3 separate regions of the Sus scrofa genome follow, and regions 1 and 3 are each linked to region 2. Evidence: chromatin contacts called from public HiChIP or PLAC-seq data. All regions are on one chromosome and are shown on one strand. Each heading gives the region's core, a stretch centred on a gene start, on an enhancer-like site or on the middle of the called end of the contact. The rest is flanking DNA. Distances are from core to core; before and after follow the strand shown.

What was found. HiChIP or PLAC-seq counts read pairs in DNA pulled down with a chosen protein or histone mark.
Region 1: an H3K27ac HiChIP or PLAC-seq map of alveolar macrophages shows a contact between it and region 2. The contact joins two enhancer-like sites. A contact is called at or near these places in 1 of 5 promoter capture datasets (liver), 9 of 47 Hi-C or Micro-C datasets (embryonic fibroblasts, epiblast stem cells, fetal heart ventricle and 5 more) and 1 of 2 datasets of contacts at active chromatin or transcription factors (alveolar macrophages).
Region 3: a contact with region 2 is called in an H3K27ac HiChIP or PLAC-seq map of alveolar macrophages. The contact joins two enhancer-like sites. A contact is called at or near these places in 1 of 47 Hi-C or Micro-C datasets (fetal heart ventricle) and 1 of 2 datasets of contacts at active chromatin or transcription factors (alveolar macrophages).

The regions. Positions count from the first base shown.
Region 1 is chr14:28,399,183-28,402,033 of Sscrofa11.1, reverse strand. No RefSeq gene overlaps it. Among named protein-coding and RNA genes, the nearest start is that of SCARB1, 99 kb to the right of the region's middle. Within about 2 kb of position 1,488, at least 26 of the 83 cell types and tissues checked have an H3K27ac peak or open chromatin away from gene starts, as enhancers often do. A contact at or near this core is called in alveolar macrophages, where this site is marked.
Region 2 is chr14:28,820,210-28,823,343 of Sscrofa11.1, reverse strand. No RefSeq gene overlaps it. Among named protein-coding and RNA genes, the nearest start is that of RFLNA, 20 kb to the left of the region's middle. Within about 2 kb of position 1,528, at least 4 of the 83 cell types and tissues checked have an H3K27ac peak or open chromatin away from gene starts, as enhancers often do. A contact at or near this core is called in alveolar macrophages, where this site is marked.
Region 3 is chr14:28,534,879-28,537,919 of Sscrofa11.1, reverse strand. No RefSeq gene overlaps it. Among named protein-coding and RNA genes, the nearest start is that of NCOR2, 110 kb to the left of the region's middle. Within about 2 kb of position 1,254, at least 19 of the 83 cell types and tissues checked have an H3K27ac peak or open chromatin away from gene starts, as enhancers often do. A contact at or near this core is called in alveolar macrophages, where this site is marked.

The DNA of each region.
Region 1 (2,851 bases), core at 239-2,738, 420 kb after region 2:
CAAGTAAGACAATATATTTTTAAAATATTTTTTTGAGGAGTTCCCGTCGTGGCACAGTGGTTAACGAATCCGACTAGGATCCATGAGGTTGCAGGTTCGATCCTTGGCCTTGCTCAGTGGGTTAACGATCCGGCGTTGCCGTGAGCTGTGGTGTAGGTTGCAGACGCGGCTCGGATTCCGCGTTGCTGTGGCTCTGGCGTAGGCCAGTGGCTACAGCTCTGATTTGACCCCTGGCCTGGGAACCTCCATATGCTGCGGGAGCGGCCCAAGAAATAGCAAAAAGACAAAAAAAAAAAAAAATATATTTTTTTGAAAAGAAAGAAAACAGTGTAGAAATCACTCAATAAATGTCAGCATGGCCCAAGAAATAACAACAACAACAAAAAAGACAAAAAAAAAAAAAAAAAAAAAAAAAAAAAAAGTTGGAGTTCCCGTCGTGGCGCAGTGGTTAACGAATCCGACTAGGAACCATGAGGTTGCGGGTTCGATCCCTGCCCTTGCTCAGTGGGTTAAGGATCTGGCGTTGCCGTGAGCTGTGGTGTAGGTTGCAGACGCGGCTCGGATCCCGCGTTGCTGTGGTTCTGGCGTAGGCCGGTGGCTACAGCTCCGATTCAACCCCTAGCCTGGGAACCTCCATATGCCGCGGGAGCGGCCCAAGAAATAACAACAACAACAAAAAAGACAAAAAAAAAAAAAAAAAAAAAAAAAAAAAAAAAAAAAAAAAAAAAAAAAAAAAAAAAAAAAAAAAAAATAAATGTCAGCAACAACCAGCTTTAGGAGAAGAACTGGTTCACCAGGGCCCAGAGTTTGTCTGAGCTTCTGAGATTTTTGCTGAGGATCAGGCCCGTCCCTGGGGGATCAGCCATGTGGCCACACAGACTCAGGAGCCATTCTCCAGCCAGGGTTGAATGTACTGTCCTTTGCCCGGCCGCCCAGACGGAACGAATCATTTCCCAGTCAGCCAATCCTGCCCTCTGCGGACATTGCTAATTAATAACTTTACAAACCCTGCAATTTCACACGGGAATGTCGTTGGGCGTCTTTATGTGTGGAAACTGTTAACATGGTCAGCGTAAACGTACAAGGGAGCACAGGTTATGCAGCCCTGATCCGTCAGGGTTTTTTTTTTTTTTTACTCTTAATGTATCCAGAGCCTCAAAAATACAGACGTGGCTCAGGCAGGCCCACAGGTCTTTGTACCCTGGACCAGGGCCACCCTGCGGAGGGCGAGTCCACAGCGCCCCCTGGTGGCCAAAGCCTGCACTCCCGTCAACGAACAAGGCCCTAAGCGGGCCCTGGGGCCTGAATACGGAAGAGGAGGAGGGGAGAAGTGGGGGTGGGGGATGCGGTGGGGATGCGGGCCCCGCACTCTCTCCTCCTCCACTCACACCCCCAACACTGCCACTCACCCACAGTTCGTTTATTTATTCCACGCACACCTACCAGCCAGACACCGTGCCAGGCTCTGGGGATGCCGCTGGGAAGTCTACAGACAGAGCATCTGCCCTCATGCGCTTCGGGAGTCTAAGGAGGAAGACAGAGCCAGAGGGTGACCAAATGCTTACACATAAATAAAGATCAAACTGCAAAGGGCAGGTACGGGGGCAGGGGCTTAAGAGTGAAAAGCAAAAGGTTGCAGCCTCTCCTAAAGGGCTCACTTAGGAAGCAGGAAGGAAGGAGAAATAGGGAATATGCTCGGCCGTGCTCGGCTGGCTTCTCTCCCTTGTAATGCTCCCTCAGTTTCCTCCCTTGTAAAACTGGCCTGATTCTCCTACCCCCCGCCCCCCAACTTCCCCGCCATCTCAGGGGTGCTCTGAGGGTTCCCATGGCAAAAGCAGGAAGCAAGAGAGGTTTTATAAACTATAGAGTGTCTCCTGCTAGAAGCCTCTTCATCCACCCCTGTCCCCACCTCAGTTCCCCACACAGCCAATCAGCGACACGTTGCTGCCCAACCTAAGACCTTCCAGTGGCTCCCACTGTGCTTAAAATCCAGAGCCTGATTCAGCCCCTGCAGAGCTCTCCAACCTCATCACCAGGCTTGGCTTACTACACTCCAGCTACACCCCACCCACTTCTAGTCTGCATGTAGCTACCTCAGGGCCTTTGTACATGCAGTTCTAGGTTCCCAAAGGGCTCTTTGCCTGACCCCTTCAAATCCTTCAGGAATCAGCAGAAACAGCACTTCTTAGAAGCCCTTCTGGAGCCACTGTTTCATCTAAGTAGCACCTGTTCCCCCAAACACCTCCTCTCATCATGTCACTTGTTTTAGTTCTTTCCTGGCACCCGTCACACTCTGGAGTTACCTTACTTATTCATTTACTCCGCCACTGTCGCCTCCGCTAGAATGTAAACCCACTAGGGCAGGGACCTCTCCTGCTCTGTCCACCACTGTACTTCTGAGACAGATGACATTGCTGCTCTAACAGATCCAAATAGAGCCGTTTTGACTGTTTCTTTGTCCCCTTTGCTTCAGTGTACTTTTTTTTTTTTTTGGTCTTTTTGTCTTTTCTGGGGCCACACACCCGTGGCATATGGAGGTTCCCAGGTTAGGGGTCTAATCAGAGCTGTAGCCCCTGGCGTACGCCAGAGCCACAACAACACCAGATCTGAGCCACATCTGTGACTACACCACAGCTCACAGCAACGCCGGATCCTTAACCCACTGAGCAAGGCCAGGGATTGAACCCACAAGCTCATGGTTCCTAGTCGGATTCATTAACCACTGAGCCATAATGGGAACTCCCACTTTGGTGTACTTTTACATGCAAAACCCAATACCTGCTGGTATTGTCAGCATTTCCAACTGGGGGACCCAACCCAAGACAATTCCTAATATGTACACGAATGTCCG
Region 2 (3,134 bases), core at 279-2,778:
GAAGGTCCTGGGAATTGCATGTTTGATGCTCCCATGCTTTGCATTCTGCATGCTGGGCCTCGGTGGACCCCCCAACACCTGCCCTGTCCCTGGAGGAGGGCCCTGAGCTGCCTCCACTAAGCAGTGGCCTTGACCATGTTACAACATCTTCCCATCTTATCCTTGTCCTTGAGGGGCCTCTGGAACCCCAGACTGTGAGCGCAATGAGGGAGACATTAAGCAGCCTTGGAACATGTTCTTGAGAGAGGGGATTCTATGCAAACATGCATGCCTGGGGGGTACATCGCTGGCACCAGGAAGATTCAACTTTGCTTTCCAGTCACAACTCTAATCTGTCCACTTTGAAGGAAACATGGGCGGGGCTTCCCAACACGTGCAGTTATGGTGCCAGTGAATCCTCGACCTTGGCGGTGCCCCTGGGGTCCTTCTGCAAGAAGCCACCTCTGAGGCACACAAGCAGCTGATGGCCTCCAGCTATAGTGTTCCAGCTGCAGCCAGGCCCTTCCCGGTGCCCAGCCGGTGGGAGCTAGATGGGATGGGACCCCTTCCATGGGTCTTGGCTCTTGGTTGACCAAGACTTAGTCCCTGCTGGGTCCTGCTTCTGGTCCCTTTGTCTTTGCCGGTGTCACCCCTGATGGGCCTCATGCTCTCTGAACTCCATCTCAGTGTCTCCTTGGGGACCAGGTAGCATGCATGCCTCTGAGAAGCGAGCAAGGTCATTCTCTTGCACTTGGAATATTTCCAAGGGTCTTTTGGCTGCCAAAGGTTTTCTCCTTCCCTGGGGATGTTGGAACCCCAGCCTGCCTCTTGTACGCAGGGGGCTCCATGAGGCCCAGCCAGGGAGGAAGAGGAAGTTGGTGGGGCGCACGGGCTGTGGGCCCCCAAGCGCACCCCGGTTTTCCTCAGACCCCGGCAGAAAGAGGTGCTACTTTCCTCTAAATCCTGCCCCAGCCCTTTGGGAGTTCTAACCCCCAAATAAAGACTGGAGGCCAGTGTGCCCCGCTGCCCAGGCTCAGGATGCTGCCTGCAAAAGGTCCTTCCATCGACTGCCCTCCTCCCAGCCCCCCTTCCCGATCCCGATGCATCAGGCAAGCCCCCAGAGGGGCAGATGTCCCTCTCTAAGGCCCCTGGGAGGGGAAGGGCACGGCGCTGGAAAGAGCCTGTCCCTAATTTCTCTAAGCATCTGCAAAACGGGCACAGGGTCTCACCTCCCTGGTGGCTGGGACCGTAAAGCTTCTGCTGCAATTGAATTGAGCAGGGACCCTGGTGGGGGCAGCTCAGGGCGTCGTCCGTCTCTCGCAGGGGCAGGAACACTTCCCACGCTCAAGGGCTGGCTCTGGCCCACAAACACTCGTCCCGACTCCCTTCGCCTCCGCCTCTTCTGCTGTCACCCCTGCCAATCGCAGGCCTCACATCCAACCTGGAAGCCTCCCCTCCCCCATCCCCAACAGATACTCCGTCCACTGTCCCGTCTCCTCTCCCCAGAGTAGCCACAAGAACAGCAGCCGTGGCGGCTGATGCGTACACAGAGCACTCACTGCCTGCAGACGGCCCGGCCCCGCTGTCAGCATCTTACGCATTTAATCTTCCCAATGACTGTGAGGTGGCTGGTGACAAATTCTAACGAGGAAGCAGGATCTGGCTGAAATCCAGAGGCGGTGGGGTGGAAGGCAGCTTGCCACATGGCCAACACAGCTCAACCCTCGTAGCTTCCTGGAGAATCCTTGAAAACAAACCCATTTCTTTTTTGAGTCGTACCTGCAGCACATGTTACTTCCCAGGATAAGGGTCAAACTGGAGCTGCTGCTGCCGACCTACACCACAGCCATAGCAATGCGGGATCCTTAACCTACTGAGTGAGGCCAGGGATCGAACGCTCATCTTCATGGATACTAGCTGGGTGTGTAACACACTGAGCCACAACAGGAACTCCCAAACCGATTTCTTTTGAGGCCTCTTCTTAGCCTTCCTAGGGCCGAAAGCCCAGGGAGCCCTCCCACCAGCTGCCCGTGATCAAATCAGTTTACTCACGTTAACAAGCAGATAGGCTTCACCGGATCAGCTGAAGCTTCTCCTCCTCCCTCCTAGCCTAGCGAACACATTCTTGTCTTCCCTCCTTGCCTTGTCCCACTTGTGACTCGTGCACAGGCGAGTAAACCATGTCTTGGCCGAATTAAACATCCTCTCTCTGAGGCACTCCTCACAGCTGTATCACGGTCCCATTTTACAGATGGGGAAACGGAGGCACAGAGGGTTCAAATGACTTGGCCAGGGTCACGTGGCCATTAAGTGGCAGCTGGCTCCACAGTGACCCCTCACTCGCACGTCATAGGGCCCCTCACCTGCCCCATAAGTGGTCTGGCCTCGACCCCATCCCAGGGGCAAGGGGGCTCTGTCTTGGCCTTCTCTACTGTGCCAGCTCCCCATACTGGCCCCGCACTGGTCTCCTAGCCTGTTTCTCCCTCAATCCATCCAGCGATCTTGCAAGCCAACAAGCCCCCAACTTCATAAAACCAGCAAATTACCTTACTGGGCGTTATTTGTTCCCTCTCAGAAATCCTGTCCTCCCGCCCCCCCCCCCCCCCCCCGCCGGTGTCCTCCTCCAACCTCTGCCCATACAGGTTTCTTCCACTCGGTCCATCCTTTCTTTAAGAACCACCACCTCCAAGAAGCCACCCTGATTACTCCAGTTCAGTTGTCACAGTGTCTGTGTCACCTGGTCCCAGAAGCCAACCCTAGTGTCTTGGGGACCTGCTGGCCAGATGCAAGTGAAGTGGCCAGGGTCTAGCTCCAACCTGGGGCATCACCCCCACCACCATAGTGAGCGCTGCAAGTCACTGGCATCACAAGCACCTGGGCTGCTAGATGAAAACCGATTCCCAGGCCCCGCCCTGGACCTACCAAATCATGCATATCCTCTAGGCAGAGCCCAGGAATCTGCATTTTGACCAACTTCACACCATCCTAAGCCAACAGCTGTTGTGCACTTCACAAATCACGTTCTATTTTCCTACTGAATCTGATTCTCATGGTGTCAGTTCAGCTCAACGTGGTGGCCAGAGGGTTCAGTCAACAACAGGGTTGGGAAGAGGAAGACAAGAGCTTTGCTCTTGAGAAGTTCTGTCCAGTAGTTT
Region 3 (3,041 bases), core at 5-2,504, 290 kb after region 2:
AGCGCCCAGAAAAAGGAATATATGAGCCTCTCTGCTGCCCCAGGGTCTGCAGGGTGCAGTAGCTAGTACCTGGGTCCAGTGTCCCACCCACCCCTCCTTCCCCTCAGGGTCCATCCCCTTCTGCATCCTCACCTTGTAGTGGGAAGAATAACCCCGCACCCCCACCCCCAGAAGGGGCTGTCCTACCCCCACAACCTGAGGATGTTACCTTACTTGGTGTGTTAGCTCAGGCTACCATAACAAAATAGCACAGACTGGGGGCTTACACAACAGAGATATATTTTCTCACAATCCCGGATGCTGGAGTCCAAGGTCAAGGTGTGGACAGGGCTGGTTTCTCCTGAGGCCTCTCTCCTTGGCTTGCAGACAACCACCTTCTCACTGTGTCCTCACTGGGTCAGCTGGCTCTCTGTGTGTGCGCTTGCGCCTCTGCTCTCTTTGTATCCTAATCTCCTCTCCTTCTAGGGGAGGGTGGGTGCCAGTAGGCTGAGGTTTAATGACCTCATTTTAACACAATTGCCTCTTTAAAGATCCTATCTCCAGAAAACAGTTACATTCTGATGTTCTGGGGATTAGGGCTTCAACATCTGAGTTTTGAGGGGTTCACTATAACCCAGGGCAAAAGAGACTTTGCAGGTGTGATTAAGAATTTTGTGGAGGTTCCGGGAGTGGAGGTTCCGGGAGTTCCCGTGGTGGCTCAGTGGGTTACAAACCTGATTAGTACCCATGAGGATGCAAGTTTGATCCCTGGCCTTGCTCAGTGGGTTAAGGATCTGGTATTGCTGTGAGCTGTGGTCTAGGTTGCAGACGTGGCTCAGATCCCGTGTTGCTGCGGCTGTGGTGTAGGCTGGCAGCTGCACCTCTGACTCGACCCCTGGCCTCGGAACTTCCATATGCAGCAGATGTGGGCCTAAAAAGCCAAAATTGGCCATCTCTGTAGAAACTACCGCCCAGACCTAACCTGCTTCCAGGCAAAGGGACCCAACAGCCCAGTGTCACCACTCTGGATGAGGGAGACTGGCCTGTAGCCGTGAGGAATTAATACAAAGGACATGTGACCACAAATGACCTGATCCCTTTCTCTCTACCCTGGGGACCACACGCTCACATGCTCAGCCACCCCCCTGGCCTCCTGACCTGTTTTCTGGCCACACCCAGCTGCTTTTTTCCAAACTCACAGGCCCTGTCCACGTCTCAGCCTCTGCTCTGGCTGTTTTCACTTCCTGGACTCCGCGTGAGCCTGACTCATCCTCATCCATCCGTCCATCCATTAAGCTCCAGGGACAAAAGTCTCCCCCGAGGCTAACAGCCCGTCCCACCTGCCCCGCCTGGCCCAGAGGAATTAACCTCATTTCATTCACTCAATAGACGTTTGCTAAGTGTCTCTTCCTTTCTCACCAGACGGTGAACAGGACCGACAGCCTTGACCTCAGAGCAGATGGTACAAAATGTCCCACATTCCTGCCCTGCTCGCCACCCCCCTCCCCCGCCACACACAGCTTCCTCTGTTATTAATATCTTGCATTACCTTGTGACGCATTTGTTACAATGACTGAATCAATATGGATACGTCATTTTTCCCGGGACTCCACAGTTGACATTCCGGCTCTGCCTTGGTGTTGGGCCCTCTATGGGTTTGGACAAATGTATAATAAAAGATACCTGCCATGAGGGCACTGTCACAGCCCTCAACACTCCCTCTGCTCTGCCTTTCATCCGTCCCTCCCCACAACCCTCGACAACTACTGGGCTTTTTTTAGTGTCCCCCTAGTTTTACCTTCCCAGAATGTCAGAAAGATGGAATCACACATAGGTAGCCTTTTCCGATGGGCTTCTTGCACTTAGAAATAGGCATTTATGTTTCCTCCATGTCTTTTCCTGGCTTGCTAGCTCATTTCTTTTTAGTGCCAAATAAAATCCCATTGTCTGGATGGACCACAGTTTATCCATTCACCTGCTGAAGGGCATCACAGCTGCTTCCAGTTGGGGCGATTATGTGTAAAGCTGCCATAACTATCCGCGGGCAGGTTTTTGTGCGGACGTAAGTTACCACCTCCCTTCGGAAACAGGTAAAAGCGCAGTAGCTGGATCGCAGGGTCAGTGCGCTTTCAGTTCTATACAAAACCACCAAAAAGTGTTCCCAAGCAGTTCTGCTGTTTTTGCCTTCCTACCAGCAATGAATGAGTTCCTGGGTTTTTACATTTAGTTCATGGTTGAAAAAAAAATCAAAAGAAGAAGAATATTTCATGACTCGTGAAAATGATAGGAAATTTAAATTTCAGGGCTCACAAAAAGTTTTATTAAAACACAGCCATGCCCATTCCTTTAGGCACTATCTCTGGCTCCTTTTACACCGCAAAGGTAAAATAGGAGAGTTGAGACAGAGACAGGAAGTTCCACAAAGCCAGAAATATTCTGCCTGAGCCTTTGCAAAAGAGGCTTGCCCACCTCTGACTTAGTATAGAGATTTTGAGATTCACGTACATTGCGACACGTGTCAACACTTCTCTCCCTCTTATAGGTATATATTTTTTCTTTTTTCTTTTCTTGGGGGCCACCTGCATGTCATGTGGAAATTCCCAGGCCAGGAATCAAACCTGTGCCATAGCAGTGACCCAAGCCACTGCCGTTGCAATGATATATACACACACATATTTTAAGTCTCACAAAGTGTTTTTTGGTTTGGGGGGTTTTTGGCCACACCCACAGCATGCAGAAATTCCCGGGCCAGGGATTGAACCTGCGCCACAGCAGTGAAAACACCAGATCCTTAACCCACTGAGCCACCAGGGGATCTCCAACACTTCACTCCTTTTTATTGCTGAATGGGATCCATTGTGCTGGTAAATGAAATTTATCTGGTTACCAGCTGATGGATATTAGGTGTCTCCAATTTTTAGCTCTTCTGAATAAAGCAGCTCAGCACGTTTGTGTCTGAGAATATATGGGACACAGGTCTTCACTTCTCTCCGGTAAATGCGTGTGAGTGGAATTGCCGGGTTGTGATGGTAGGATGTGGTTTCCAATCAAGGGCCATTTTA